Regions from separate parts of the Sus scrofa genome. Here region 1 is linked to region 2. Evidence: chromatin contacts called from public HiChIP or PLAC-seq data. All regions are on one chromosome and are shown on one strand. Each heading gives the region's core, a stretch centred on a gene start, on an enhancer-like site or on the middle of the called end of the contact. The rest is flanking DNA. Distances are from core to core; before and after follow the strand shown. Region 1 holds the start of TBPL1 (TATA box-binding protein-like protein 1). Region 2 holds the start of SLC2A12 (solute carrier family 2, facilitated glucose transporter member 12).

Evidence for each region. HiChIP or PLAC-seq counts read pairs in DNA pulled down with a chosen protein or histone mark.
Region 1: an H3K27ac HiChIP or PLAC-seq map of alveolar macrophages shows a contact between it and region 2. The contact joins the promoter of TBPL1 here to the promoter of SLC2A12 in region 2. A contact is called at or near these places in 14 of 47 Hi-C or Micro-C datasets (adipocytes, embryonic fibroblasts, fetal heart ventricle and 8 more) and 2 of 2 datasets of contacts at active chromatin or transcription factors (alveolar macrophages and skeletal muscle).

The regions. Positions count from the first base shown.
Region 1 is chr1:29,932,588-29,939,204 of Sscrofa11.1, forward strand. TBPL1 (TATA box-binding protein-like protein 1) reads right to left here and starts at 4,186. Exons shown (of 7, transcript XM_003121192.5): 1 at 3,895-4,186.
Region 2 is chr1:29,833,794-29,840,056 of Sscrofa11.1, forward strand. It overlaps SLC2A12 (solute carrier family 2, facilitated glucose transporter member 12), which reads left to right and starts at 2,208. Exons shown (of 5, transcript XM_003121191.6): 1 at 2,208-2,481. The coding sequence starts at 2,367.

The DNA of each region.
Region 1 (6,617 bases), core at 2,936-5,435, 100 kb after region 2:
TGCAATCTGATTTTCAGTATTCTTTTTTCTTGATAGATGAATACTGCATGGTGAAAGTTGCCGGCCAAAGTTTTGTGCTGCATGTTTTTTTGGTGAAATTTTAAAGAGTTTCATTATGGACTCACACATGAAGGCTGATTTGAACTGTTCCAGAATAACATTTAACAGGATCCCCAGCAACATGCTTCCCTGGACAAAATAAGCCATTTCAACCTTTTAATCACAGGATAAGACCACATGAGGGCAATTTTTGATATGACCTGACTCCGTTCCACTAATGACATTCTTCTAGAATCTTGCTTTTCCACAACTATACAAACATACACACTCCAATTCTCTCCTAAATAAAAGGTTGATTGTGCCACACAATACAGAAATCAAATCTGTCTATGTGGCTTGGAAAGACCTCAAAAACATATACACTCTTTTACTCTTTTGAATTATACAAAGTTGTAATCACGTGGCAAGAACAAATACTGTATCAACTCAAAGCAGTAAATCATTGTTTTTATTATTTGAATTAATTTTTTTAAAGCCCTAATCATGCTTGAGAAATTTTGCTTAGAATTTGCAGCCAGTATAAAAAGTTAATTTTAGGCATCAGTGATTAGATTCTTAATTATATCAGATGCCTAAAGATTCCTCTCATCCACTAGATAAGTCCCTGAAGTGAAAGAAATTATGTATGTACATATATCCTTTCAGTAACATGTTAATCTTCAAAATACACACACACACAACACATGAACATAGGATACGATGGCAACTTACAGCTCTGATCCCCAAGAAACTTTTAATTTAACAGGCATGATGAAATCCACTCACCAACACCTATAGCACCAAGCAGTATGTAATAAAGGATTTAAAATTCAAATTTGTGTTTGTCATGTCTTGGTATCCATGTATGTCATTTCTCTGCTATCTACAAGTGCACAAAAAGCACCTGAAGAGAAACACCTTTCATCCAGCTTTGGGTACCTGCTGTGGCATCAGACATGTTAAAGGTGCAACAACATGGGTGTAAATTTCAGGAAATCTTTATTTATTAATTCAAATGCCACAATACAGCTAAATTCTTAAAGCACTACAGGTTTTCAGCCAGTCTGGAACCATTCCACTATCAACTGTAAAGTCGATTTAAACTTCATTTTTCAAGCAATAATAATTGATCACATGGTCTGTGATATGATGCAACAGAAGGAAATCAATCACCAGGTAATTATAGGCCTTCATCACATAAAAACAGCACTGACACCCACTCAGCTAGATTATACAATAGGTGCTGATTTTTAAATAATGTGCCACATCCATGATAAGGAAGAACACTCCAAAAATATTCAGCTGTAGATTTCATATGTACTGTCCCCCCTAATTTGGCAAAATGTAACTTCAGCCAAATAGTCAGATGCAAAATGATAAGAAAAGATGGATGTTATGAAAAGGTTTTTAGAATACAAAGTATGAAAATCTAAGGTTCAATTAAAAACACAAAGTAGGCTCTACAGTACTCTTACTCTAAAAAACTCACTGCATCTCCAAATACAGTGTTACCACTTAGACTTCTGAAACACCTTGTATTTCTAAAAGTTCAAATATTTGTATAGGTTTTATTTCAATACAGACTTGATTCTTGGCATAAAGCTCTTACCTGTTGTACTGTTTAACCAACAGTTATTCAGAATGAATACAGAACATCTGACATGACCACTCCATTCTCCAAATAAAGGGAAAAAAAAAAAACGCAGAAGACAGAGAAATAAAATGCAACAGACAAAGTAACATTAATGAAAACAATATGCAGGCCAAGGACATTATGTTGAAAACTCCCTAAGAAACAGAAATAATACAAATAGCATAAAAAAGTCATTTTTGATTGGGATGTGGTTAAGGAGAGGAATTAAGACTACACAAAATGTTGGGAGTGTTGGAGCAGAGATCAGGGAAAGAAGTGATCCGATGGTTAATAAAGGTGAAAGGGCGAAACACAGAAGGGGTAAGGGAAGAGGAAACCGCAAATCAGATCTAGGTGAAGTGAGTGTGATGGCAGCCCTAAGAGGTAAGGAACTCACTAAGTCTCATATTCACTATGAAAATCCTGGGATTCAACAGCCTCAAGTGTGGTCGTTTCCAGCACCACCTTCACAGAGGTACAGCTACATGAAGAGATTAAGCAAAAGTCCTTGACTCATTAACCTAAAGATGACACCATTAGGTTTTTCTTTTAAGAGCTCAAAATGAAATTCTAAGTTTCCCAATGCTTATACTTCCACTCTTTGTTAAAGGAACTGCCCACACTCTTTTGCACATATGTGACATTCCTTTAACAAGAGATGCTCAACCTCAATTCTGTGAAAATGCCCGAGTCAAAACTCTGTTCTGGCATCAACCAATCAAGAGCACAAAGCAACACATCATTTCTGTTTCTGAGACTGATTTTGAGGGCAGAGCACAAAAAGTGGGGGCTGGGGAAATGAAAGCTTTTTGTTTAAGACAAACCAGGCTTAGGGGAAAAGGTAAGGGACAAGCGGAAACTATGGTTGACATAACCCCCGTGATTTATCAATTTTATGTTCATCTTTAATCTTCAACTTTATATACACTTTATATAGAAAGCTTTGTTCCCACTGGATACAAAAATGGCATTACTGTAGTATGTATAAATGGCCACTTCATTATGCCACAGGAAAACCTCATTTACTGACCTAGAATGGTTTTGGAAAGCATAAAAACCATTAAGTAGTTAGAGATGCAAGGCTGAAAGAGATAGCATAAACTGGTGAGTATTTAACCAGACATATCAACTGTGAATAATTCTTTAAATCACATACTGATAAAAGTCCTTTCTGTATTTGAATGAACTACCATATTCTCAAACTTGCAAAGAGACTGCAGATTATGCTAGAATAGCTGAACCTTCTCATATTTCTCTTTTTCAATTTCCCCAGGGAATCTGTCATTGTTTCTTCACACAAAAAATCACACCAAGCTTGTTTCCTTTTCTTTCCTTGAGCCAATTTTAAAGCACTGTTCTTAACCCTATATACACAAGCCCACGCTGGTTAACTGCCAGTGTTGCTTTGGAACTGCAGGTGACAGATGCAGTCAGAGAGCTCACAGATGTGGATTGGCTGCAGCCTGAATCCTATTGCAACGAGAACACTGGCAGCGCCCGCAGATGCACATCGCGGCAGAAGGAGTTTAAAAACCATCATTCCCAATTAAATTTACTTTAGGGCTCTTACTGGCAATCATTATGCGCTAAATCCCGACTCTCAACCCTGCTTAGCCCTACCTACTCTTCATTTTACCTTGCTCAGTTCCGGATCCTTCTTCATCAAGCCTAATTTTGGTTAATACTACCACTAATAATAACAATAATAATAAAATTAAACGGGGCTGTTGCATTGCCAAAACCAGGAACCGACAAAGATGTAATTTGGGAGCCTTCCCGCCGCGGGAGAGGCCGCTGGAAGTTTTCTGGGAAGCAACGGACCCCTAGCATCTTTGCCCGATTTCTGTGCTCCTGGGTGAGGGCTCCACAGATGGGGAATCTCCCTTCTCCTATCTTTCCCAGTGGTGGCTTAAGAGGAAAAACAAAACCCCTCTTTTCTTATCCTCTACTCCGCTGGATAACGCTCCTAGGCAGTGACGCCCCACCCCCACCCCGTTATCCCTGATGAGATCCCCAAATATCACCCTGTCTTCCTAAGTACTGGAGCCTCCCTCGTACCCCAGACTGATTTCCCGCATCTGAGCTCCTCTCCTCCAGGCATCCGCCCCCGCACACCCCACCCGCAGCACTGCCTCCGGTTCCGCACACACCCGCCCCGCAACCGGCACTCAGGCCGCCCGGTCGCCCGCGCTCCCCCCGCCCAGAGTCGCCGACTGGGTTACCGTGGGAAGAGCGGGCGGCGGCAGAGGACGCGGCGGCAGCGCTGCTGCCGGTTTCGGCGGACGCGAAGGATAAGCTGGAGGACAAGGATGATGATGAGGCGGGCGCGCTCCCCAGTCTCCATGGAACTCCCGCCCCGGCCCGTTGCTAGGAGCCCCCAAGGCTCGGGCTCCGTCTTTCTCGCTTTGTTGTTCCGGGTACGGGGCGGCCGCCGCTTCCCCGCGACAATAAATAGACTAGACGCGGGGGAGCATAGAGACACCGCGCGGAGGCTAGAGCGCCGCCGGACAGGGCGCCCCTAGATGCCTCGCTAGCCGCTCACTTCCGGCTTTCACTGCTCCCAGCACTTTCCCCCCCGCCCCTTCCCCCACTTTCCCTTCCTCCTTCCTGGTGCCCAGATCTGACTCCGCCTGCCTACGAGCTTGGCGAAGTAGGGTAATGAGGGGGAAGGTGTGATTAGGCTAGACTTTTTCTTTTTTTGCTTGAGAACTGCTTAAAAGATTTCCGAAGAACTATGTATCCCTTGTACATTTTTAGCTGGTAGGTAAACATGAGTACGTGATTTCTGGCGTACAGTGTAATATGAACGATTTTTTTTTTTTTGGCCAAAACCTTAGAACTTTCTCGTTAGCTCATTCAATTTCTAGAAAAGGTCCACCGTTCAACATTGTTAGCGAAGCTAGACCTTAGCAACTAAATCTGTCTTATTATTTCTAGCAAAGATACTGTCTTATCTGAAAAGGGTCCTACTTAGCTTTTTCAGTTAAACGCGTTTCCGGCACCGCGATCACGCTCTCATTACGGAATTATAATCTTAGCGTTGGGATGTGAAAGGGTGGATATACGGATGGACTGATAGAATGGATGGATATAGATAGATAGATAACGCAGGGAGTTTAGGTCACACTTCTGTCGCCTGTCCCTATGATATTCCTTACTCGGGCTTTGCAGTCAAGACTCTGCCTTGGGAGCGGGGAGGCACTTCAGAGGCTTTTACCCGTAGCCGGATCCAAGAAGGATGGGAGGTGGCAGAGGGCAGCTGCAGGCTGGGACTGAGATGCTGCGCAGGAGTCGCGGCGGCTCGGCTCACGAGGAAGCTGGCCGCCTGGGAGTGAGACCCTTCTCGGCTCTGCGCCGAAGTAGCCTTGGAATGATCCGGGCGAACCCCGAGGGGCGTGCAGTCGCTAGTTTGAACCGCCAAGCTGGGGCCCTCGGGGCCCTTCGGGGGGTGACTTGAAAGGCACTGCCTGCGGGAGCGAGACCGAAGTAACGGCCCCCGGAGCTCCAGGCAGCTTGGAACCCCGAGCCCCCGCAGCTGCCTTCCTAGGCCGGCGCAGGCCTATGCTCCATAGCTGGCCTGCAGTCAGAAGAAGCCTCTGGCCCTAGATGAGACTAATGGGCAGTTCTGATTTTATAAAAGGCCGTGAAGCGGGCTCAGGTGTACCTGGTCTCTGTTTGGTGTGAATCTGAATTGAGCGTGAAAAATGGTAACACCACAGCCCTTTTGAAAGAGAAGACCTGGGTCGATTTCTGGGGGATTTGGGAGTAGACAACAATTTGTTATTTCACTTAACCAAAAGATCTACCTAAGGTCTACTTATATGATCTTCAAGGATAACTTTAGCTCTTTTGCTTCCCACTCAGTGTTCAGTAAATATCTGAGCTTTTAAAAGCACTGTAGAGTTACGGAATTTCCATTTTCTTTCAATTTCTGTACTAATTAATATTAAATTATTGTAGCCTTTATTAGGTGTAATGAAGAAAATGAACAAGAGACTGGGTTAGAAAGTAATGTCAGTGTGGTAGGGGCCGATCACTTTCAGGAGTAACATTTCACGTGTTAGCTGAGAGGGATGGGAGTAGAAGGGATGCACATAGTGTTCCAAGCAGAGGGAACAGGCTAGGCTGAGTTTGCTGTGCTGGAATACAAGCGTGAATGGGGCATCACTATCAGAACAAGGGCAAGAGGACGTGAGATGAGGTTGGAGAGAAACGAAGGCATTGAACCGTGTAGAAGGGAGTTTGGATTTTCTTTCAAGTGCTAGGGAAAATGTAGAGTTTTCAGCTGTAGAGTGACATGGTCTGACTTACCAAGGAAATGGCAGGGGGAAGACTCTGTTCCAATGCTTACTGCCACTAGTGAAAAGTCACTTTTGCTCAATGATGACTAAGGTCTTTGTGAAGCCCCTCCTGCAGGAGGCCTGGTATCAAGCATGTCAGTTACTTTGGACTCCCCATTTGTCACAGATCAGTCAATAGTTTGTCTCATTACTATCTTTCCCCATTCTGGACCTGGGTTTGATTTTACTGCAGGCGTGATTCTCCATAGGCTTATTGAATGTTTGTATACTGTCCCATTAGCTCAAACACTGTTCCTCTGACGAAGGAATTCATTTCGAGGTGAAAGAAGTAAGACAATGAGGTAAAGCCCATGGGCTTCACAGGCCTTCTAATGTGCTCCATTATTCAAGATCCAGGTAAGGATATGATATTATTCGGGTGTGAGGTAAGGTTAGAATATACAGTGTATGTTCTGAACCAAGACTTTTGATTAATATAGAAATTGATACTTAGGTTGGGAAAATAGTGAGCTTTATCAGATCAGTACTACTTAAAATATGATGTACAGACCAAAGCCAGTGTGTAAGCTGTACTGATAAGCAATGAAATAGGTAGATAAATCAAAAGGAACATTTTGAAATTTGCAGTACTGTGACATTACTGT
Region 2 (6,263 bases), core at 958-3,457:
TGCAAATAGCTGAATGGGTCTTCACCATAGTAAGGAATTCTGGAATTAGGTTTATCTTGTCTGGTCAAAGACTACAAGCAAATACCCCAACATGTCCGTGGTGCCAAGAAGCTGCTGGAGACACAGAGCCTGAGATCATCAAACAAAGCACTGATACAGCAGATCCATGGCAAGAACATGGCCCCCCATGAGGTGCGGATTTTGAGCCAAAAGAAGCCAAGAGAATACAGAGAGCCCGAGAGAAATGAGTGTGTCTCAGGGATAAAACTGTTGCTCCTACAATGATAACACATTCTGAGAACAAAGAAAAACCAAAGCATCATTGTAGCCCACATGCTTTAGTGGGAACAAGCTGATCTGTAGGATTTCATTCACCTTGTATGTAATCAGAAAGGGGCTGGGCGATGCTTAAAGAACGTCCATTTCCCAGAGCTCCTGTTGTGGCTCAGCAGAAACAAACCCAACTAGAATCCATGAGGACTCGCTCAGTTGGTTAAGGATCCAGCGTTGCCGTGAGCTGTGATGTAGGTCACAGACGAGGCTTGAATCTGGCATTGCTGTGGCTGTAGTGTAAGCGGGCGGCTGCAGCTCACCTTCCACCCCTAGCCTGGAAACTTCCATTATGTCAAAAAAAAGAGAGAGAGAGAACTTCTATTTTCCAGCACAAGCTGTAAACATGTGGCAGGTGCATCATAAATACTAGTTGAAATGTTCAGGTTTGTTTCCGTTTGCTATTTTATTATCTGAGGGATAAGAAAGGTACAGAAACATCTAATGATGAGCAAAGGAAATGTACAAATGATGAGTTAACTGAGAGCCGTGTTAGGATCCAGCACGAAATGCAGGAAGTGAGTTCTGCCTGGTTCACCTTCTGCCCATACTAGCACAAGCTCGTTTCTCTGTCCAGAGGAATGACTAGAACGCAAAGCTGTATCTCATGGCATCTTCTTTAGGTCAAGAACGGGTGGCAGGGAAGGAAACAGAGAAAATCAGAGAAGGACAAGGCTGGGAGAGTTAGGCTATGGGAGAATTACTGCATTAGACCACGTGGCTTCGTGGTCTCAGCTCCCTGCCTGACTAGTTGTGATGTTAGAGATAAGTCACTTAGCCTCTATTTTCTGCTCTGTAACATGGGTACCTGCCTCACAAGTTGTCGTTTTGTTTTGTTTTAGGTTTTTTTTTCAAAAGAATCATTTGAGTTAATGCCCTTAGCATAATTTCTGGCACATAATTAGTGCTCCATAAATTTTGGTTTTCACTCTTTAAGCTTTTCTAAAAGGATCCCAATTTCTCTTCTTTTTTCAATAAATATGATTTGCTAAATATATAACTGAAGGTAAAATGTCATAACGCTATAAGGACTTTTCTATAAATATAGTCACAAATCAGGGGGGAAGATATATTCTTCTTCTCCAGCCCTGATTTTGTTTCCGATTGGATGACGATGGGATGATGCCACACCCACACAAAGACCCATTTAGTCTGGTCTCTCTGAGTTGGACATACCCTCCTCCTCCTACTAGAAGGCTATCACACAAGCAACAGAAGACTCTGGGATAGTTCCTCCCTTAAAGACAACTATGCATAAATAAACTGGATTACTTTGCTGTAACAGCAGGCTACAAAAAAGTCCCAACAATCTGTACATTCTGAGTTTCCATACTCTCCGTCTCAGGCCTTGATTTGTTTGACAGGTCTTGGAGAGAGAGAGTGAAGGAGGCATTCACCTAGGGCAAAATCAGGTTGAAACAAAGATACTGTTTCGTGCTTTGTTGAAGCTGTGAAGTGTCAGACGTGCCACGACTCTCTGGGCATAACACTCTTGGCTGAAAATTTGACACACTCTCCCTTCTGGAATGTCTTTGCAGAAACTGTTCCTGCCTCTGCAAGATTAACTAACACCATCTGGGAGTCTCCTGGGCCCTCGCACTGAGCCTGCCGTTTGCATCTGCCTGTTTCTTTTCTCTGCCTCTTTTCAAAGGTGCAGGAATACAAGAGCTAACTACCCCCCAGCTAGTGGCCAAACGCTGTCAGTTCCCAAGCCTGGAAACCCTCGGCTTCCAACTCTGCATCTGAAGGCAAAAACAATCCTCTGAGGTTCGGCCCTCCCACTGCCTGTGATAGGCTGCTTGGAATAGCAACAGCCTGTGTCACCGAAAAGGGCAAAGCTTTCGGAAATAGAAACAAAGTTGGTCACAAATCACATTGGCTTTGCCCGAAGTTTTTTTTTTTTTTTTTTTTTTTTTTTTTTTTTTTTCCTTTCACCTTTCTTTAGCATGCGACCATGGGGAAAGTGACTGCTTCTGTCAGTGGGGGAAGTCGGGGTGGTTTGGTGCCGAGGGAACGGCTGTAACTTCTACGTGACCATGGTACCTGTTGAAAACGCAGAGGGCCCCAGTCTGCTGAAACCGAAGGGGCGAGCAGCCGAGACTGATGGCAGCGACAGAGCCAGCGGCGGCCGGCATCCTCCCTGGGCGAGAGGTAAAGCGAGGCAGCCAGGCGCGGGGAACCGCGAGAGGAGCCAGCTGGATGCGTGTCTCACTGTGTGTGTGTGTGTGTGTGTATGCGTGCGTGTGCGTGTGTGTGTACACGTGAGCTTGCTAGGTGCCTGCAGAAGAGGGGACAGGATCTGGTGGGAGGAATGACAAGGAGCTCTAACGTGAAGATTGAAGTCTCGCTACTCATCAGCCGGGTCTCATCCTCCGTTTTGACCACATGATGTATAAATCTTTTTCATTTGGGGAAATTGTTTGGCAAGAGAATTACACGTGCAAACGCACCCATGTACACATACACACACTTTTCCAGTTATTGTCCCAAACAGATAATCCATAACAACTGGGCTTTACAACCACCATTTTTAAAAAAACATTTTAAGGAGGCTTCATAAAATTATTAGTTACATAATCATCAAACACAACTTTCTTTTTAAGTTCCCAGCATCTGTTTGTAATGAATGTGAGCATTATTTACACCCTAAAATCTCTGCTTCCTTGTGCCTGCTTTCTTTAAAACTGGACTTTCGGATTGAGGTTTATGTCATACTCTTCCTTCCAGAGGTGAAATTTGGAAAAGTTTTAATTCATTTGTTCTCTTTGTTAAATCCACTGCCTTTCTTGGCTTCCACATTTACAATTTTCACAGACACCTGGCACACTTTTAGTCGCCTCTCCCTAGTCGGTTCGTTTGTAATCAAAGCAATAGAAACTCATCATAACACGAAATGAAATCAAACACAAATAAGGTCTCCTTCCCACTGCTTCCCTCCGCTCTGCTCCCTGTAATCAGTAATACTGTCCCAGGCCATATATTGGAATTTCATGAATGGTCCAAAACACTAAACGATACAAAAGGGATTTACCTTTCACCTTGGGAAGGATCTGTATATTTATGTTTGCATCGTGGGTTTGTCTGATCTTGGAATTGACTCCACGACCCCTGTCAGAGAGGCACGAGCTGCCCCCCCCCCCACTCAGCCTGCCTCCGCTTCCGACCTTCTAATCAAGAATCAATATCTAGGGTCACCTTTCTGTGGGCCCAGGCCTCTCTTCTTTGCCTTTCTCTCTAAGTGCGATCTTTGGTTCCTAAGTCTAAGAGCAGACAAAGGCAACTGGCACTGGAGGTAAAGAGAAAGAGCGGCCAAGTTCTTCTCTCTGAATTCCGACAAGATTGAGTTGTAGGGCGAGCTGAGATGGTGATATCAACAAATGGGTTAGGGAGTTCCTGTTGTGGCTCAGTGGGTTAAAAATCCAACTATATCCCTGAGGATGCAGCCTCGCTCAGAGGGTTAAGGATCTGGTGTTGCCATAAGCAGTGGCATAGTTTGCAGAGGCAGCTCAGATCTGGCGTCGCGGTGGCTGTGGTGTAGGCCAATGGATGCAGCTCCGAATCAACCCCTAGCTTGGGAACTTCCATATGCTGCAGGGGCAGCCTAAAAAGAAAAAAAAAGGGGGGTAACTATATAGTCAACGATAAATATCACAAAGAAGATGAAAGAAACTTTGTCCTGTAGAGGCCTCGACAATAACAATTACAAATGGACTATGCAGTCTTGATATGGCTTTGAAAGTACAATACTCTCAATAGGTTAAATTGCCCAAGTTCACAAAGATCCCAAAGGAAGGGAAGATGTATGTGTGCTTGTACAGTTTGAATATACACACGAAATTCAATTTAAAGTGCAACTGTTTATGTTGTTGGAAATAAATGAATAAATACCATAATTTTCTTTTACATGTCATTTTTATTTTTATGGCCGCACCTGTGGCATTTGGAAATTCCCAGGCCAGGGATCAAATGGGCACAGCAGCAGTGACTAGAGCCACTGCAGTGACAACACTGGATCCCTGACCCATGGTGTCACAAGAGAAATCCAAATTTTTAATTTTTTAATTAACTTTTATTATGTAGACGAGGTAACCTAAATCCTTTTCTTAAATCCTAAGTGAATACGGCTTTGATATAGGCTACATGTAGTATATATTTAAACAAATACAAATGTTTTCTTATTACGTTCATAAACTTTCCCAAATTGTCTTAAACATTCTTGACACCCAAACACAATTATACAGACAAATTATAATGAAAGCATAGTTCAGACTTGCTCTATTGTTTTGACGCGTTCCTTCACCTCTCCTCTTGGGATTTTGTTTTAGTCTCACTTACAAAGTTGCTGGAGGTTTAATGAAATATTCGACAAATATTCCTACCAAGTTTTTTATATTTTAAACTTCCATAGTTGCATCCAGGAAATTCCAAGTATGTAAAATATGCTCAACAATTATCCTACTACTCCTGCATTTGAAAGTAGCAAATTGTTCTAGATTCCTAGATGAAAAAACTTAAGTACAAAGAGGAATGAATTATACAACCCAGGAAAAGGTAATTATGTCCTTTGAGATACTGAAAAATGAGACAAAACAAAACCCCTAAGCCTGTAATTGCACCCCCTTGATGCTATTGTGTGTCATGAAAAGTGCTGGCCGTCCTCCTCAGCCAACCCTCTAAACGGAAGGAATGCTTTGTAAATCCAATGGCGAGGAGCTAATGAATTCAGATTTATTTTCAAGAAGTTATAACTCAAAGTGGATACATTTTTAGTCTACCTTTCAGTGTTCACAAACACATTATAACTGCCTTTACAGGGCAGGGTTGAGTTCAGAACTCCTGGTACCTAGAACCAACAACACAGAGAGGTGAGGTGAGAAACAGGGGCAGCTGGGGCACCTTCACACAAGGAGTCCAGAAGATGTGTTTGGCCCAGGCTCACGCAGTGGCGGATCAAAGCTGACTCTTGTGATCTCTGGCCAGGCGGCTCTTCCATCTCAGGAGCTGGGTTTCCCAGGGTCTTCTTCTTCTTCTCTTTTTTAAAAATCTTTTTAGGGCCACACCCTCGCCTATGGAAGTTCCCAGACTAGGGGTCGAATCGGAGCTTCAGCCGCCAGCCTATGCCACAGCCACAGCAATACCAGATTCGAGCCTCGCCTGCAGCCTACGCCACAGCTCATAGCAATGCCAGATCCCCGACCCACTGAGGGAGGCCAGGGATCAAACCCTCATCCTCTGGATACTAATCTGGTTTGTTAGCGCTGAGCCATGATAGAACTCCCTTCCAGGCTCTTCTAATTCATGGTTCAAACAACTGGCTAGGAGCAGGGCTTCCTTAAGCCCCTCATTACCCCACCAGAGCTGCTTTTTCCTCTCATGTCTCTTCAAGAGGTCAGACGCCAAGAACAACATTCATTGTATGAGTGCAGGTTCTCTGCACTGTAGATCCAGCTGCCAAATACACCAGCACACAGATCACTGGAAATGGACTCACTGACCCAGCTGAAAGGGCTGCACTATATCCCCTCTAAGACCCTGCTAAACCCAAAATGCCACAGTCTGGCAATTAAGAAATTCACATCTGACAAGTTCTCAATGTGGCTCAGTGGATTAAGAATCTGACTAATATCCGTGAGGATGCAGTTCAATCCCTGGCCTCACTCACCGGCTTAAGGATCTAGCATTGCCTCAAGCTGCGTCATAGGTTGCAGAGGCAGCTCTGATCTGATGTGGCTGTGGCTGTGGCTGTGGCGTAGGCCCGCAGTGGCAGCTCCGATTCAACCCCTAGCCTGGAAACGTCCATATGCCACAGGAGTGGCCAAAAAAAAAAAAAAAAGAAAAAAAGAAAAAAGAAATGCATACTTAGGCCATCAGGAGAATACCCTAAGGCAGTTCTTCTCAAATGCATTGAAAGATGTGAACTCCTTTTTGTGAGT